2 separate regions of the Hordeum vulgare genome follow, and region 2 is linked to region 1. The links are chromatin contacts, called in public Hi-C maps. All regions are on one chromosome and are shown on one strand. The core of a region is the stretch at or near the end of the contact, and the rest is flanking DNA. Distances in the headings are between cores, read along the strand shown.

Region 1 (4,934 bases), core at 617-3,116:
AGAAGCAAGATCCAGATCGAGCTGAGCTGAGCTGAGCCTCTCTGACCGCCGGAGCTGAGCTGAGTTGAGCTGGTCTGACCGCCGGAGGAGAAGTAGAGGAAGAAGAAGAAGGGCAAGAAGATGAAGCGGAAGACGCGGAACAAGATCGTGATGACGGTGCTGCTGCTGGGGGCGGCGGCGGTGCTGGTAGGCGGCACGCTGGCGTTGATCCTGACGGCGGGGACGTGGAAGGTGAAGCTCAAGGAGTCGCAGGAGAAGGTGTGCAACAAGGGGTGGGAGTGCTCCGGGACCAAGTACTGCTGCAACCAGACCATCACCGACTTCTTCAAGGTGTACCAGTTCGAGAACCTCTTCGCCAAGCGCAACTTCCCTGTCGCCAAGGCCGTCGGCTTCTGGGACTACCAGGCCTTCATCACCGCCGCCTCCCTCTTCGAGAACCAGGGCTTCTGCACCATCGTCGGCATCGACATGCAGATGATGGAGCTCTGCGCCTTCCTCGGACACGTCGGCGCAAAGACCTCATGTATGTAGTATGCTATTTTCATCTTCTTCTACCTGCTGTTTTTCGTCTTTTACTCCGATGGCGGTGGATCGATTCCGACGGATTGCTGGCTTTGCTCTGCTTCCTGTTGCTTCCTCTGCTTTGATTAGATCCAAGAGGCCGACTGACTGATTGAGTCTTCTTGCAGGCGGATTCGGCGTGGCCACCGGCGGTCCGACGCCTCACCTGCGCGAGGACGCGGCCAGATCTTGCCGCCTTCCTAAGAAAAGATACATGACGACGAGGCAGGGAGAGACAGGGGCAAAGAAGGATTGGTCGCAAGTGGGATCTCGTCCCCGGCCTCGCCGTGCTCCGGCCCGGCCATCCCCGTCGCCGCGCCGCCCCTGCCCGCTAGCCTCCCGCGCCGTCCAGTGTCGGCCCAGCCTCCCGCGCCGCCCAGTGTCGGCCTGGCCGTCCGCATCGCGAGCTGAAGATGCGGTCGTTGAAAACGTTTTTTCAAATGCACTTACACACGGACCGCGGGTTGATTTCGAAGAAACAGTTTTTTTGTTGTTGCAAAAACGACAGCTATGGACGACAGAAGCGCTCCGCGCTTTATTATTAGGGGAGATAGGTGATCCACACTTTGGAGTGGTGTAATTTGACACTCTTACCTAAGGTATATGCAACTAGCGTCAAGTATATGCAAGGTGTCTAACACAACGACCTAATAAGTGGGAGTGGATTTCATAGCTATGGTTACTTGTAACTTAGGCCCTGTTTCTCCCTCATATTTGTTATGTCACTTCAAAATCTGTAGTGATTTATCAAACTAAAGCTAGTTATAGGATATCCCAAAGGATTGCAACTGGACATTTTGTTCGACGAGACATTCATTGGTATGCTGTGACGGCTCGAAGGATCAATTCATGGATAGCACACTTTGTTGAGAACTCACAAATATTTCCAACATTATTTTAAGATGAATCAACACCAAGGGTAAAAATAAAAAAACAATTAAAAACATAATTCCCCATCAGAAAAGGCAAAATGAGGTAGACATATAATAAAAGAGCAAATGTGTTTAAAAAATAAAAAAAATAAAAGAACATTTTTTTTTGAGGGGTGGGGGGGCGGGGATTTTTATTTTTTTTTAGGGGGAAGAGCATTTTTTGATAAGTCAAACTGTGCTGCGAGGCAGAGCTCCTCCGACGGCCCGTTTGAGGCCACCAAATCCCAACAAGCTCCAGACAAAGGCCCTTTCAAAAAAGAGCCCAAGGAAGCCGTCCACTCACAGAGCCCGCAGGGATCGGCATCCCTCGCAGCCGTCCGATGGAGCGCTAGGGTTCCACCTCCGATATATAAATCGTCCCCGCGACCCCCGCCTCCAAAACCTTAGACGCGCAAACGCCAATCTCCCTCCTACCCCGAGCGCCCCAGCCGCCGCCGCCGCCGCCGCCGTCGCCGTCGTCCCCGCCGACTGCCGCCATGGTAAGCGTCTCCCCACTCCCGTCCCCGTCCTCCTCTCGCGGATCCGCATCGTGTGCTGACTTCCGTCTTGCCCTTGGCCGCAGTCGCTGATCGCGGGTGAGGAGTTCCAGCACATCCTGCGTGTGCTCAACACCAACGTCGATGGTAAGCAGAAGATCATGTTCGCGCTTACCTCCATCAAGGGTGTGGGCCGCCGCTTCTCCAACATCGCCTGCAAGAAGGCCGACATCGACATGAACAAGAGGTGAGGAACTCCCCCTTTTTTTTCCCCAGATCTCCTCTTGGTTGCTGGGCTGTAGGCTGATTCGTGCGCTGTGTCATGCGGCGGTGCAGGGCCGGAGAGCTCTCCTCGGAGGAGATGGACCGGCTGATGACGGTCGTGGCCAACCCGCGCCAGTTCAAGGTGCCGGACTGGTTCCTTAACAGGAAGAAGGACTACAAGGACGGCAGGTTCACCCAGGTGGTCTCCAACGCCGTCGACATGAAGCTCAGGGACGACCTTGAGAGGCTCAAGAAGATCAGGTATAAACTCGACTCTCCCTCTTTTCTTGTTACCCCATACTATTGGTTGATAGATGACTATGTGTTAGATCTAACTACTTATGATGCTGGTACTTCACATATCAGTAGTAGCTGTTCGTATCCGCTCTGGTAGCATACAGTTTAAATTTATATTATTAGCTAGGGTTGTTGATTGCAATGGTTTTCTGCTGTCAAGTTAATCTCCTAAACAGTAGGATGTCTGAAATGCCTGGTTTGCAATTACTAGCCTCATGTGCTTCATGCTATAAGCTGGCCTGTGCTAGTCTCTGCTTCGACATTTGGTCTAACTTCTTGCGTGGGTAGTGCGCTATTCCTTCTTTCTACAAACACGCAACATGGTAGCTTTGTTTGGATGGTTATTAACTGGAACTTCTGGCAGCTACATGACTTGGCTGTAACTGTTTAATTTAGTCCATCTGTTATATCTAGCCTGTCTATTACTTGTAGATTCAGATTTTCTAGTCTGCTCCACAATTGTTATGTCTTGAAAATATGATACTATGTTTGCCCCATATTCATGTATATCCTTCTGGTGTGCCTTGTATGTGTCCCGGTTGTCAATAATTCTGATTTTTCATGTCTACGATCCTTCTGGTGTACCTTTGTATGTGATCCAGTTCCGTGTAACATTGCTTTTTTGTTTTGAATAGCCGTGCGGTGATGCCTAATGGCTGATTCCTTCAAAATACTCTATTCCAGTAGCATTACCTAGTGGGTTAGTGTGAGCGATTTCTTATGCCTCGAACACCTGCTTTTGTTCCAGGAACCACCGTGGTCTTCGTCACTACTGGGGCGTGCGTGTCCGTGGTCAGCACACCAAGACTACCGGCAGGAGAGGAAAGACTGTTGGTGTCTCCAAGAAGCGATAAGCTTCTCAATGATCCCGCATAGCTTTGCTACCATTACTGTGTTGGTCCATTTCCAGAATCTGAAGGAGTGTTCCTGTTTAGACGATTACCTTGGATGATGTTTTGCCCTAGATAATGTTTTTCGGTTCTGGAACCTTTAATATATTGTATCTTGAATTCCTCGTTTTGAACTCCTAAAGAGTTTGTTTGCCATGGGCTTTCGAGTCATTTCAATGTTTGGCAAGAGCATGTCTATCAGTGATACTCCTGAAGGCCTTTCTAGTCATTTCAATGTTTGCCATGGGCTTTTTGTGCGTTTCAGGTTTGTTGACTAATTGAAGGTTTGGGCATTATCAGTTGTTTGCATTGTCGTTCGTTGGCTAATTGAGTCCTGAAAAACTTCCTAGTTTTGACAACAGAGCATAGGTTTGGCTTATCAGTGATACTCCCTATTTTTTATATACTTGCAGCTGGGGAGAACTAGACCACAAGTATATAGGTACACAGGGGGAGGACATTGTTTGGCTTATCAGTTGTAGTACTACCCCTGTTCCCTTTGTTGTTTTGCCCCTGCACCGGAGGAGGAGAGTGAATCAGCTGACATGCGAACCACAATTCTGCTGCCATGCTGTGACCGCCACACGATGGTCGGCTCTCTTATTATGTTAGATAGTGTTGTGTGCATATGGGTCAGGCTATGTTCGGTTTTAAGGAAGACATTGCTATGGGGGACACACAATGGTGCTGCGAGCTTTCCAGCGATCACAACGACCCTATAGCCGGCATGTTCTTCCCTGATGGACCGATATGTCTGTGCTCCTCCTTTAATTTCTAGGGTTTTTAGTCTGGTTCTTGGAGATCTTGAATCTTGGATAGTGTGAAGATTGGATTCTTAATCTGTGTTGTTTTACCTAAACAAGGCCCAACCCTGCTCCAAGTTCCCCCGGAACAGCCAGCCCGGCACCGTTGTAATATACCAAAATAATTGTTGAACCTTAGAGTGAAATTGTCGTAGGGTACTTGTTTTGGTATTTGAGTGATTAAATTATCGTAACTTGAATAGAGAATATTTTTGGTACAAATTCCTCTTTGATATCATAGATAAAAATGCTAGTGATGAATAAATGATATTTAGGTGCTGACATATTTTACATACACATTATCATTGCATGTAGACTGAACTTGATGCTTGAGAATATCTAAAGAATCGTGAATTGTTTAGTTTTTGAGAATATTAAAAGAATCGTGAATTAATTAGTTTTCAGTGTCAAGGTAAAGCACCTACATGAGCTTTAGCCTGCATGTTTCGTACATCATGTTGTATCTAGAAGTCATGTACATTCACTTCTTTGGATGTCTTGTACAGTCTTGCTATTACCAAATTAAAATTATTCATTGTTGCACTGTAGTAACAGTTTCATACAGTACTACTTTGGATGTCTAAATCATCATCATAGTAAGAATGCGGTTGTTATTCCCTGAGAGTTTCATTGCTTGTTGCACTTGTCATTTTTTTGTCAACTATGTATAGTCACACTCTTTGAAACTTTATGCAGGAGAATTGTATGATG
Region 2 (4,934 bases), core at 754-3,253, 160 kb before region 1:
GTAAGTAATGCTAAAACATAAGACAAGTATTCTACATATTGCTGAAATGTGTCACTCCTAAAAAGGTCAAGTATTCTACATTTTGCTGAAATGTGTCGCTCCTAAAAAGGTAGTACAATATAGGACGTTTTTGCAAGCTATATAGGGAGTACTCATCAATTAATACAAACATAGAGTAACAACTACTCCCTCCGTTCCTAAATATAAGTCTTTTAAGCGATTTCACTAAGGGTCTACATACGGAGCAAAATGATTGAATCTATACTCTAAAGTATGTCTATATACATCCGTATGTAGTCCACTAGTGAAATCTCTACAAAGACTTATATTTAGGAACGGAGGGAGTAATCATTTAATAACCACCAAAACAGAAGAAAAGGATGCATATTTTGAGAAACCTCATGCATGAGAAAACCACGGAATCCACATGACACTCTTCTACTAACAGTGAAAATAGCACAGAACTATACAACGATAAGCATAGGAATGCAGACAAAATACAGATGATAGTACCTAGTGGCACATCCCCGTGACAATCACTGAAGCAACACTACAACAGAAAGGGTGGTCCATGGTAATGGCCGTATGACCTTCAAAGAATGTAACGCTCCCCAGCACTTGGCTGTTTCCTAGCACTTGCCTAGGACAGTGACAATTCATCCAGGTAGAGGACACACATATGGAAACTTGCCTACACGAAACATCGCTACACCACAGCAACCTAGTTGTGGCTTGTCAATCACCAGTTCAATACGACTTGCTCAAATAAAAAGAACTAAATCTAATCTACTGATCTTATCCACAATCCCCTGAGCAAACCGTGGCTGTGTAGTGGCATCTAAACGCTAGATCTAGCAACTCAACCAATTTCATGCCCTGCGCCGACTAACAACGAGTTCATCATTTTAGTACGTGGTCTCGGGAACATCTGGAGATAAAAGAGCTGAAATGAAGTACTACCTTCCATGTCATCCTCGAGGCCAAGCGTGAGAGCGAGGCGCGGCATCTGCCTGCGCCAGGAGAAGCTGAGGACGATCCTCTTGTAGAGCTCCCTGTCCTCCTTCTCCGCCACGGCGAAGGTGGCGACGTGCTGCAGGAAGGCGTGGGCGTCGGGCGGCTTGGCGCCCTCCACCCCGCCCTTGCGCTCGGCGGCCTCCTTCCACTCGGCGGCCATGGCGCGCGCCCTGTCGCGGGCCGCCTGCGGCACCATGGGCCGCGCGGCCCCAATCTCCGGGTCCGGGTCGGCCAGCGCGGGGACCACCGCCTCCAGGATGAGCACGCAGGCCCAGGCCAGGTCGGTGGGTGACCGGACGGCGCGCCGGTCGACGGGGAAGACCTCGGAGACGGCGTCCATGGCGAACCTGGCAGGGTCGACGCAGCGCTGTAGCGCGGCGGGCAGCTGGGCGCGGAGCGCGTCCACCTCCTTGCGGCGCTCGACGACGAAGGCGAGGAAGCCCGCGGGGTCCATGGCGGCGCACAGCGCGGCGAGGCCGTCGGCGATGTCGTCGGACGAAGGAGGCGGCGGGGCGTCCCCGTCCTCCCGGTCCCGCTTCGGCGCGGGGGACTTGGCGAGGGCGTCGAGGCGGGAGAGCGCGAGCGAGACGGAGGCCTCGATGGAGCGCTCGCGGCGGCGGAGCGCGTCGAGCCTGCGGGAGGCGCGGAGCTCGACGACGCGGCGCCTGGCGCGGAGCGAGTCGGAGCGGGACTTGATGCCGCGCTCGAGGGACCCGAAGTGCTCCGTGAGCTGCTGGTAGAGGCGCGTGCAGCTGGCCAGCAGCTCCTGCTGCCGCTCCAGCTCCGCGAAGCCGTCCCTGATCGCGTCGGCTCCCGGAGGCGCCGCCTCCGCCTCCTCCGCGGCTACCACCGCGGCAGCCATCGCCGGGAACCCTAGCTAGGCGGCGATCCGCGCGGAACCCTAGCGGGAGCCTGCGAGGGGGGAAAGGGAAAGGGAAAGGGGAAAGCGGGGTGGGGGGGGAGCGATGGGGTGGTGGGGGTGGGGGAATAAAGGCGGGGACGACGAGTGTGTGTGTGTGTGTGTGTGCGCGCGCGCGATGTGAGGACGCGCCCGCGGGTATGGGTGTCCTCGCTTTGCCACCCGTCGGCCGACGCCGGCAGGGGATGGGTCCGGGCCCGCCTGGAGGGGAAACGGGCTGGGGGAGCGCGGCGTAGAGGTTTTGGGGGGGGGGGGGGGGGGGGGGGGGGAGGAAAAGCTGGAGGCGTGGCGTGAGATGCAGTGGAACAGTGCGGGTTGGTCGGGCCTTTGCGGAGGAGCACGCGAGGCGATTCATTCCGGCTCTGTCTGCAACAGCGGCAGGAATGAATTATTGTGCGGGCTAGCTATAGTCCTCTGTAGGCGTTGCCTTTGTGCCCACCAACCTATCACTAGCTAATCATGTATTGTAGCCTAGTAATCCCTTGAAGTAGCTCCCTTGGTTATGGATATATGCTGATATTAGTAGTACTAATTCTGGTTTCGCTGTACTTTGGGGGTTTTTTTTTCTTTCGTTCTTTCCGCTGACAACTCAACCAACCAGCGCACTGGCAAGCAAAGTTCCTTCCACCGACGTCCTGGTTGAGTTTGTGAGAACTGGATGGAATAAAATCAACCAAAGTGTTTCACACTCACACTCACACACACACACACACACACACACACACACACACACACACACACACACACACAGCAGGAGGCAACATTTATAGTGGTGCATCGTCAAAGAAAAAGTTACCACGGAAACAGTAGACAGACTCGACACGACACACCAGCAACAAAGGCCCTGCAGGAATGATGGGGTTCAATCAGTCCTTGCCACCGGCAAGGGTAATTGTCACGCGCAAACAGTTTCAGGGTTACAGACATACAACAGCAGTGGTTGCCCTCTGCTGACATCCTGTCCTAACAACTAAATAAGGCTTTATCTAAATCATTGTGCTAGATCATTCGGACGCGATACAGCAGGTCAACTTCAATCGACCTGATCAAGAACAGTTCAACTCCATTCAGACGGGATACATCGGGTGCGGCAATGGGATAATCAAATTCATGTCGACCAACATAGGGAGGAACCACTATGTATGGCTGCTTTCAGCAGGAGTATGTTGAGTTGAATGAACCTCCTTGTGGCAGCATGCCTGTGCACATGGAACACAAAAGATCATCTTGGAGTAGTTCGGTAAATTACCCAGGTTGCCGATTCTTGATGGTCATCTCTACTCCGGCAAGTCATTGGGAGCTTGGCCTTTGACACGGTACATCACCTTGGCGGCCTGATGTCTGCTCTCATGCTGTGACCTCAGGTTATCCTGCTTTGGCTTAGGATGTCTGTTTGTCCTCGGGTCTTGCTTGGCAGGTGTACCAGCCTGGCCTCCGCTTGGTTGCTTGTCGATCCAAGTGCTGGGAGGGAATGGTGGGGGAACCCCGTTTACTGCTTGCTGCTGCTGTATGAATCCTGCATTTTGAACAGGCCGCTGCTGTGGAAATACAGCATTATGAGCAGGCCGCTGCTGGGGGAATCCTGCATTTTGAACGGGGCGCTGCTGGGGGAATCCTGCATTTTGAACGGGCCGCTGCTGTGTGAAATTGTTGTTTTGCATGGGCCGCTGCGGTGGGAACCCGGCATACTGATTCGGATATGGCTGGTTTGGAAAATATCCAGGACCCTGCATCCTGTGATTTTGTTGCATTCTTGGCCCATCTTGGATTGCCAGTTTTGACATCCCTGAATGGATGCCGGCATCGCGGCTTCGATTGTTTGGCCGTTCTAGTATCCGAACATTTTGTCTGTTGGGTTGAGCTTCACCAAAGAACTGAGGACGAGGATTTGGAGCGCTTCTGGACATGTGTGCATGGTATGGATTGTCCACAAAACCCCTCTCATATCCCAAAGGTCCAGAGGGCCTTGCTCTGTGTCCAGGGCCATAGGGTGCAGCCCCATATGGCACATGAAGCAGCCCAGCAGAGCTGCCAGATTTGATCTGCAGGGAATTTTTCAGTAGACGATGTGCAGCCTCTCCTAAGACAGAACCTGTCAGAGCTCCATGCACTTGAGGCCTGGAATTATCAAATCGTTCACAACCAGAACAAACAATTTATCAATTAGCTCGGCTACAGCTAGAGAGAAAAAAGTTGCAACTCAACAAGTATTGTTCCCATGAAAAAGATGTGTATTAATCCTCCATCTGATAGAATATCATGTACTCCCTCCGTTCACAAATATAAGATGTTCTTACTTTTTCTGAATCAGATGTATATAGACATGTTTTTAGTGTGTTTGTTCACTCATTTCACTCCATATATGTAGTCAATATCAAAATATCCAAAACATCTTATATTTGTCAACGGCAGGAGTAGTAATCTATATGCAGTATTTAATGCAAAAGTAGTATCAACGGTTTCTGCTAAGAAAATATGAAATGGTAACCATACCTGTCTCGTGTTTGTCGCCGACTATTATCTTCATGCCACAATATGGGAAAAGGTTTGAAATCATAAGGTTTCAATATCTACAAAATGGTACACTATGTTGGCCCATGATTCATCTCAACAAAAGAAAGACCATATAGTTGAATTGTGAAGAACAGTGGTTAACCAATTCAAATAATTAGACAATAAACGATTCTTTTCCAGCAAATAAAAAAATGATACTCATATTGTTTTCACATATAAGTTACTGTGGCTTGCATACAGACTAACTTTATCCTTGGATAGTACGGTATAGTAAACAAAACTATTTTATCCATGCCGCTGCATGAAAATAACAACACTTGATTCGTCGCATAAATACTTTTTGGGAACATCGTAGTATTGTAGAAAATAATGGTCAAAGTTACATCTCCTAGGCAATGCAAAGTAAAAAATAAAACGCTAAATTGCATGAGACCGATGAGGCGGCACCAAGAAAACTCACACCATTCATTACTTTCACTTATTAGCT

The links. A called contact is a pair of places that touch in the nucleus more often than the background predicts.
Region 2: a contact with region 1 is called in a Hi-C map of leaf, with 2.6 times the contacts expected there. The contact joins the promoter of LOC123452665 here to the promoter of LOC123452656 in region 1. A contact is called at or near these places in 3 of 6 Hi-C or Micro-C datasets (leaf and seedling) and 1 of 1 datasets of contacts at active chromatin or transcription factors (embryo).

The regions. Positions count from the first base shown.
Region 1 is chr5H:545,404,318-545,409,251 of MorexV3_pseudomolecules_assembly, reverse strand. LOC123452656 (40S ribosomal protein S18) reads left to right here and starts at 1,866. Exons shown (of 4, transcript XM_045129357.1): 1 at 1,866-1,972; 2 at 2,056-2,216; 3 at 2,306-2,494; 4 at 3,279-3,576. The coding sequence starts at 1,970. The coding sequence ends at 3,384. LOC123397219 (chitinase-like protein 1) reads left to right here and starts at 121. Exons shown (of 1, transcript XM_045091854.1): 1 at 121-531. The coding sequence starts at 121. The coding sequence ends at 531.
Region 2 is chr5H:545,563,638-545,568,571 of MorexV3_pseudomolecules_assembly, reverse strand. It overlaps LOC123452665 (FRIGIDA-like protein 4a), which reads right to left and starts at 2,003. Exons shown (of 3, transcript XM_045129363.1): 1 at 961-2,003. The coding sequence starts at 1,876. It overlaps LOC123452664 (5'-3' exoribonuclease 4-like), which reads right to left. Exons shown (of 22, transcript XM_045129361.1): 21 at 4,427-4,503; 22 at 2,779-4,051. The coding sequence ends at 3,211.